3 separate regions of the Mus musculus genome follow, and regions 2 and 3 are each linked to region 1. A link is a contact called in public promoter capture Hi-C data. All regions are on one chromosome and are shown on one strand. Each heading gives the region's core, a stretch centred on a gene start, on an enhancer-like site or on the middle of the called end of the contact. The rest is flanking DNA. Distances are from core to core; before and after follow the strand shown.

What was found. Promoter capture Hi-C pulls out the DNA fragments that hold promoters and counts their contacts.
Region 2: a promoter capture Hi-C map of stem cell-derived epiblast-like cells shows a contact between it and region 1, with 2.6 times the contacts expected there. The contact joins the enhancer-like site here to the promoter of Carf in region 1. A contact is called at or near these places in 4 of 39 promoter capture datasets (embryonic stem cells, hematopoietic stem and progenitor cells and stem cell-derived epiblast-like cells) and 2 of 115 datasets of contacts at active chromatin or transcription factors (embryonic stem cells and stem cell-derived neural progenitor cells).
Region 3: a promoter capture Hi-C map of embryonic stem cells shows a contact between it and region 1, with 2.2 times the contacts expected there. The contact joins the enhancer-like site here to the promoter of Carf in region 1. A contact is called at or near these places in 7 of 39 promoter capture datasets (embryonic stem cells, hematopoietic stem and progenitor cells, hippocampal neurons and 3 more), 1 of 484 Hi-C or Micro-C datasets (uterus), 3 of 115 datasets of contacts at active chromatin or transcription factors (craniofacial prominence, large pre-B cells and pro-B cells) and 2 of 9 other capture datasets (adipose tissue and pancreatic islet).

What each region holds. Positions count from the first base shown.
Region 1 is chr1:60,096,815-60,099,514 of GRCm38.p6, forward strand. It overlaps Carf (calcium response factor), which reads left to right and starts at 1,433. Exons shown (of 16, transcript NM_139150.5): 1 at 1,433-1,493. Wdr12 (WD repeat domain 12) reads right to left here and starts at 1,093. Exons shown (of 13, transcript NM_021312.5): 1 at 693-1,093. The coding sequence starts at 733.
Region 2 is chr1:59,802,538-59,805,237 of GRCm38.p6, forward strand. All of the region lies in intron 1 of Bmpr2 (bone morphogenetic protein receptor, type II (serine/threonine kinase)), which reads left to right. Among named protein-coding and RNA genes, the nearest start is that of Bmpr2, 40 kb to the left of the region's middle. Within about 2 kb of position 1,449, at least 11 of the 459 cell types and tissues checked have an H3K27ac peak or open chromatin away from gene starts, as enhancers often do. A contact at or near this core is called in stem cell-derived epiblast-like cells, where this site is marked.
Region 3 is chr1:59,747,997-59,750,696 of GRCm38.p6, forward strand. No RefSeq gene overlaps it. Among named protein-coding and RNA genes, the nearest start is that of Bmpr2, 15 kb to the right of the region's middle. Within about 2 kb of position 1,450, at least 12 of the 459 cell types and tissues checked have an H3K27ac peak or open chromatin away from gene starts, as enhancers often do. A contact at or near this core is called in embryonic stem cells and stem cell-derived epiblast-like cells, where this site is marked.

The sequences.
Region 1 (2,700 bases), core at 183-2,682:
CAGGAGTTCCTCCTATCTTGGCCTCCTCTGAGATGACTGTAACCCTTTCCTCCCCAAATTGCTTTTTGTCAGTGTTTTATCACAACAAGAGAAACCTAAGTTGGACACACTCACACAAAATACACCTAATCAAATCGGACACTGAATTGGCTTCATTCTAATTAAAAAAACAGCTCTACAAACTCCATAGCCAGTTTCTAGTCTGTTTGGGGGGGGGGGGGGGATGAAGTTGTGCTTTCAGAAACCACGAGACACCGTTAACGGACAAGCCTGTTCAACTCTCAAATTACTGACATGATGTGTGCAGCATGCAGAAAGCAAACGTGAAGCCCTGGTCCTCCACACACGTCAAATTATGAAAAGCTCATGAAAGTGGGTAGAAAACGGAGATTTAAGAAGACGTGAACACCGCTTCCAAATGAGACAGGGCAGAAGTGCGGGGCACGTGAAGGGGAAGGCGAATGAAGTCTTTTTTATTTTTTTCTATCAGTCAGCTTATCTTATTTGCAATAAATTCTTTTAATTGTAGCCATTATAATTATTAAAGTTCTTTCAACTTTGATTTACTAAAACCTTGTCCGTTTCTTCTTTAATGTATATCCCCAGTCAAAACAGCAAGGATCAAATCGAAGGAGTCTTCAAACGAGATCGGCTCCTGGAAGACAGGGACAGAAGCTGGAACCCTTACTTACTTCTTGTTCTCGCTGTAGAAACGTGCCTGGAGTTGTGCCATGGCTGAATATACACACGAGACTTCTCCACGAAAATGTGTGCGTTGATAATCAAGCAGCTCTAAGGTAGACTGCGCCGCAAGCGCAGCAGGAGCTAGGCTTCAGTTAGCTCCCTCAGGTTCCTACAGAACATACCACGAGGTTCGATTTCCACCAGCGCCCAGCCCGCACACATCAAGTACCTATTCCGAGATTTAGGAAACATCGATTAGTCAAGCGTAGTCCTAAAAGCATCCAGTCCCCTTAAGACTTTTGTTTCTTATCTATCTAGATTCGTAATCTATTAGGAAAATAAAGAAAATAACTAGCTTGAGCCAAATTTTAAGCGTGTCTTTAGACCCAGACCCTTTAGACTCAGCGCTCAGATACTACAAACCCCAGAAGGGAGCGCGTTTCAGACCCTCTGAACACTGGGAGTTGTAGGCTTTATTTATTTTGCCACACCGCATTTAGGGTCTCATATCTGCTTTTAATACTCCTTTCTCCGGGCAGATATTACACTTCCTGCTTCTTTATTCTGAGTGACAAAGGTCCCATCTGTTCGTCTTGTGTGCACTGTTCCAACAGCCAAATTCGGCCGAGACCATGTGTTCTTACCTCTGGCTTCAGAGCGGAAACTCGGGAAAGGAGAACGAGTCGGAAGGGAACTGGGCGACGGTGGCTGAGAAGGGTCTAATCTGATGGACCTGCGCTGCGCCTCCAGGAGGGGTGCGCCTGCGCATTGTGCTGGTCTCCACGGCGCGGCCTCGGAGCCAAGACGAGGTTGAGTAGTCTCGTTTTGAATTTTCTCCCTTCTGCTTACGGCGGACTCCCCTCTCGCGTTGTGGGGCTCGCTGCGGCGGCAGGGTTGGGGGAGCCGGAGGCCTGGCAGAGCTGTCTGTGCCCAGCGACCGGACGCTCCCTCCCAACCTCCCTTCGTCCCCCTGCCGCCTCCTCCCGTCACCTCCTGACCCTCCCGGGCTGGGAGCAACCGCCGGCCCCCGCCCCCGGCCGTCGCCGGACGCCGCTGTGCGCTGTCCCTGCGCCCTCGTCCGCCTCCACGGCGGCTCCTTCGCCGTGGGCCCGGGAGGGGCCCCGCGGCCGGGAGAAGGCAGGCTGCCGCAGGGGGAGGCGAGGTGTCTGTCCCGCAGAGGGTGCGGAGCCCGAGAACGCACCACCGCCACGGAGCATCCGAGTCCTGGGCCGGAGCGCCCGCCCGAGAGGGGCCTCTCCCCTCCTTTCCGAGTCTGACGTTTAGAAAAGTGTCCTCTGCACCTTCTCCCCTGCTTTCGGGCTTCTTTTATTATTATTATTATTATTAATTATTAATTATTTTTTTAATCTTGATGTCACTCAAAGGCTTGTCTCGGTCTCAATGGTCTCGATTATTACTCTAGTTATTTTCCTGAGTGGAGAATAGATGGGGGCTATTACTCTTAAGATCCCAAAGTCACTTTTTTAAGGCATTCGTCTGAAAACCTCCGGGGGTAGGGTGGGGTACAGGGACACACTACTCTGAGACAGCAATTTAGAGTCAGGCAGAACTGGATTGCAAAATGTGTTGGCTTAGCGGTATGAGTGAACCAGTGAATATGGTGAGAGGTTTTCTATATGTCGCCTAATTAAATTTAAATCCGTAGAAAACTAGAAGTTATCTAGTCAGTTGGAGGCGAAAACAATCATTTGTTAAGTGGACAACGACCCAAAAAGCATGACTGTTCTCAGTTTATTCATTTTACAGAATTGCATGCCCCATTACAGGAATGCCTGAATTTGATTCTACCTGTTACTTAACCTCTGTGCCACACTAAGATTAGCTGTGACAATTTAATGTCGCATAAGAAGCACTCAGAAAATGTTAACTATTTTTCTCATAAGAGCTACCAATAGAAGTTTTTACCACTGATGTAGGTGGAGGCATAAAATGAGAAAAACCTCTGCCCAAAATACAGGGAAAAAAAATTTCCTTGTTCAGATTGGGTTTGCTGAT
Region 2 (2,700 bases), core at 199-2,698, 290 kb before region 1:
CTGTACAAGTGAAATGTCTGCTGAGAGCTTTATTTTTTTCCAATAATGTTCTTAGCTTTCGGTGTATGAATTTTGCACTCACTACTATTTTCTACATAGAAAAATAGTAGTGCTAATCTTTTAGTATCTTCTCTTTTTACTTTCCCTTTTCTGTTCTGAACCAAACGGGACTTAGTCCCAACAAATTTATTTTTTGAAATTCAAAGCAGTATTTGAAGATATTTAAAATGTTTTGTTTTGTATTCCCCAAGATAAGTTATTATGTAGGTAGGGAATATTTCTATTATATTCTAAAATTTACTTCTCTTTCAGGAGTAGCTTATAAGAATGGCCATTCATGGGCTAAGGAAATGGATGGGTCCTTTGGGTAAAGTTCCTGTGTGGGCATGAGGACCTGAGTTCAAATCACCAGTGATCATGTAAAAGATGCTGTAACCCTAACACTAGGGGAACGCAGAGACAGGTGCATCCCCAAAGCTTGCCAGCTAGCCAGCCTAGGTGAAATGGTAAATTCCAGCTTTGTTGAGATGGATTCTGTGTTAGTAATGGAAGACACCTAATGTATACACCTTTCAACACAGAATGATCATTCATTGTAGTGTGGGCAAAAACAGTGAGCCATCCAAAGCCTTCCTATTTATATCACTAGGATACAAGCACTTTGAGGGAATAACACTATCTTACTCATACCACACTCCAGGTGTAGAATACTGATGCCACATAACAGGCACTTAATAAACATTTGACTCTTTAATGGCTGTTACTGCCAGTCCTAGGATAGAAAGCCTGTTAACGGCATGGAATGGTCTTATCTGCCTGTTTGTTTAGTTGTTGCTCTGGATTAGAAAGAACAATGTTTTGGGTTTTTTTGTTTGTTTGTTTTTTCTATTTGAGAGAGCTGAAATGAACTGACTTTTAGTCAAACTGAGTTGTGATTTGTGCATGTGTGTTAGTTACCTTTTACTTGTTTTAGGAATTTGTACAGAGAAAGTTAATAACAGGCCTGAGGCTGCTGTTCTTAGAAAGCCCTGCATTCCTAGTTGGCCATTGGCTAGCATATGTGATTTGTGTTTGGGGTGTTTTGGAGTGCTCCCACTGAGTGTGACCCTGCAGGTGTCCAGGAAGAGAAGTGAACCTGCAAAGAGACAAGAATGGAAGGTTCGGATTGACTTGATCAACCTGGGTCAGATTTCTGAAAGTCTGATGCCAGGTGGTTCATTGTCAGAATATTTAAAACACAGTACAATTTGGGAAAAAGTTTCCAAGCAGTAATCATTCCCATTCCAGGTTTCCAGGCAACAATCATTTTAATTCCAGGTGCACAATAAAGCTTAAGGTGTGATTACATAGAAACTTCATTACAAAGTGCAGGACCATGGCTCAGGGGGTTAAGAGCACTTGCACTCTTGCAGAGGCCTCAGGCTCAGTTCCTGGCAGTTACATGATGGCTCACATCCACGTGTAACTCCAGTTCCAAGGGATCCGAGGCTCTCTTCTGGCCTCCAAGGGCACCAGGCATATAGGGAAAAAATGTGCATATGCATAAAAAGTAAAAATAAATCTTTTAAGGAAAATATTTGTGGTGTTCAGATGATGACTCAGTTTGCAAAATGGTTGCCATGTCAGTGTGAGAAGTTGAGTTTGGATCCGAAATACTCATATTAATAAAGAAAGAGCAGCGTAAAGCTTGCGCTGAAGAGGCACAGACAGGTGGCTCCCTGGATTCTGGCTAGCTAGCCTCATCTATTTGGTGAGCTCTAGGTTCTGAGACTCTTTTCCAAAAAATAAAGTGGACAACACACACACACACACACACACACACACACACACACACGAGATAGGGAAAATATACTCTCTTTCCTTATAACTGGAGTGCTACTCTGTCCTTAGGCATGTGTTCTGGGAAAAGGATATCCTTGCTTCAGTTATTCAGTTATTTGCCCCATGCCTGCAAGGTTTCTGTGCTGTTTATTTTAGATAGTTCATTTTGACACTTAGATAAACAGAAGCCAAGCACATAAGCATACCCAGAATTAGTCCCTGAACTATGTTCCAGGGCAGAGATAAGATGCTTAGACTTCTCCAGTACAGATAAATATATTACAACTACTAGAGGATAAGTGTTGTGAGACTTTTGGATTGTTTAGACATAGAATGGCAGTGAAGATTAAAAAAAAAAAAAAGAAGGATAACCCGGGTGTTGTGTCTTGTGCCTGCACTCCCTGCCTTCAGGGTTAGAGCAGGAATGTGATGCCAAGATCAATCAGCCTGGGCTATACAGCATGTTCCAGGCTAGCCTGGGCTTCAAAGGGTTGCTGTCTTTCAGGGAAATTCACTTGAAATTATTCATAGTGAATACAGCAGATGTTCAGGATAGTAGTCATTTTTCATGTCTATATTTTGTCTTACTAAGACAGCTTCATTTTATTTGCATTCTCTAAACCAGAGCTCTTGTGCATTTTGTTCCCCAGTTTTCATCTGCCCACCAGTAAACTGTTAGTTATTACTGTAATGTTTTTGCCTCCTAAATCTCAGAATATAAATTGGCTATTTCTGAATTCTAAAAAAGTTTTCTAGAATTAATTTGAAAAATGTTTCTCTATAATTCTGTATAACTTCTAGATTTTTAGATTTATGGATGCCAGACTTTGGAGACAAAAAAAGTTTAGGCTCTTCTCAAAATGTTAGACCAAACAACAT
Region 3 (2,700 bases), core at 200-2,699, 350 kb before region 1:
GTATATATGTCACAACATGCAAATAAATGAAAGTTGTTGGGAAGTTGTGGAAGTCAGTTTCCGCTTTACACCCCATGCTTTCCCAGGATCAAATTCAGGTCATCAAATTGAGTGGCAAGTGCCATCTTGCTAAGCCATCTGGCTGGCCGCCATTAACCTTTTTTTGTTTGTTTGGAGACAGGATCTCTCTGTATAGCCCTGGCTAGCCTGGAACTTACTATGTAGACCAGGCTGGCTTGGAACTCACAATGCTAGGATTACATGTGTGCACCCCATCATGCCCAGTCCAACAGAATGGTTTTTAGTATACTCATAGAGTTGTTGGATTGCCATTACAACCAATTTTAGAAAGTGTAGAGTATTTTCTTCACCCAAAAAGAAATACCACGTTGAGGATCAACTTCAGGGCCTTGCATACGCTAGGAGCTATGTTCCAACTCTTGAGATTCTGAGTTGGGGGAAGGTCTCACTATATAGTCCAGGGTTGCCTCAAGATTATAATTCTCCTGTTGAAGGATATTTGATCATACTGTTAACCCCAGGATTACATTATTTAGTGAAAAAAAAAAACTGTTTCTAGTTGTGGTGTGGCTCAGCCCTTAACACATACCTTTAATCCGTTTGGCTGGAATATAAGCATGCCCTTAGAATATACCCTTAATCCCAAACAATGAAGGTAAGGTTAGTTAGTAGAAAGAAGCACCTGTGTTTGAAAGTGATGTCTAATTGAGTGACAAACAAAGTAATGCATTATATGACAATTACATCAGGCGAATAAAAACTATAAAAATATGTAATTGTCCTGTTTCAGCTTTCCAACTGCTGGTACTCCAGCTCGTGTCCCGCAGCAACAAGACACTCTTTAGTCAACAGCAGTCATGCCTCTTTACTACCAACTCCCACAACTGCCTTCCAACTCCAGGCAATCACTAGCACAATCTGTAGGTGTCAAAGAACCTTTTCCCTCCTCTCAGATACAATTAAGGACTACAGATAGACTAGCAACCAATAAACTACCAATAGACCAGCAGAAAGACGTACAACTCAATAACCCAAGGAGATGTAGAGGTTTGTACATTCTCCTCATTTGGAGAAGGAAGCAGAAGACATAAGGAAGTTTAGAGGAAGAGTAAGACATTTTCAGAGGAGACAAAGGGGCCTTCAGGGCAAACATTCACTCAGGAAAAAGTTAGACTGGCCTCAAGCTATGACGTCAACTTTGCTTCCTCCCCCTGATAGTATCAGATTCCTCAGCTGATGAGCACAAGGGGAGAGTCTGATATGGTGCTGCTGTGTGCTGCAGGAGGCCAAGGCAGCAGGATAGTGAGTTTGAGGCCAGCCTGTATTACAAAGTGAAACTTATTTCTGTGGTGTACATCTTTAGTCTTGGAGAGTACTCTGGAGGCAGAGTCAGGTGGATCTTAAGTTCGAGGCCAGCCTGGTCTACAGAGCTTGTTCCAAGCCAGTAAGGGCTACAGAGAAACCCTGTCTCAGCCCAACATGGTAGTGCATGCCTTTAATTCCGGCATTTGGGAAGCAAAAGTGGGTAGATAGATCTCTTTGAGTTCAAAGCCAGCCTACTCTACAGAGTGAGTTCCAGGACAGTGGGATGGGGCTGTGACACAGAGAAACCCTGTTTTGAAAAACCAAAAACCAAACCAAACCAAAAACCAAAGATACAGTTTGAGCAGGGCATGGTAGTGTATACCTTATACCTGTAGTCCCAGCCTCATAAGAGGCTGAGGTAGGAGGACTGTTTGAGCCTAGGAGTTCCAAGGATAGAGTGGGCAACAGAGAGAGACCCTGAATTTTTTTTTAAAGATTTATTTTATTATTTTATCTAAGTACACTGTTGCTGTCTTCAGATGCACCAGAAGAGGGCGTCAAATCCCATGACAGATGGTTGTGAGCCACCGTGTGGTTGCTGGGATTTGAGCTTGTGACCTTCAGAAGAGCAGTCAGTGCTCTTAACTGCTGAGTCATCTCTCCAGCCCCTGAATTTTTATTTTTATTTGGTTTTTCGAGACAGGGTTTCTCTGTGTAGCCTTGGCTGTCCTGCTGTAGACCAGGCTGGCCTCGAACTCAGAAATCCACCTGCCTCTGCCTCCCGAGTGCTGGGATCAAAGGCGTGCGCCACCACGCCCGGCTGAATGTTTATTTTTAAAGTGTGTGTGTGTGTGTGTGTGTGTGTGTGTGTGTGTGTGTGTGTGTGTGTGTGTGTGTGTGTGTAAAACTTTGGGAAGGGATTTGCTATGTTCATAGAACTGTAAGAGACTCAGGGAGTCTGGGAATGTAGCTCAGTGGCAGAGAACTTGCCTAGCATGTGCTCAATCCCAGAACCAAACAAGGAAGAGATTCAGTGTTTCTGGACACTGAGAGTAAATGCAAGGGATAAGGACAGCAACACTTAAGTAGATAAGCAGTGGACAGTGACCTGTAACATGATCACTAACCCTTTAACTAGAAGACTGCTTCCTGACCGGGTCACTCAGGTTCCCTTTGCTTGCATCTTTTATTATTATTATTATTATTATTATTATTATTATTATTATTATTATTATTAAAGTTTTGTGTCCAGGAAGGAAAAAAAAATCATTATAGAGAGATGTAGGAAGGCAAGAAAATGGCAAATGAGATTTCCTACAGATGTTTTACATAAAACCTTGGCACTCAGCACATCTGAGTAAAGCTGAGCTACGA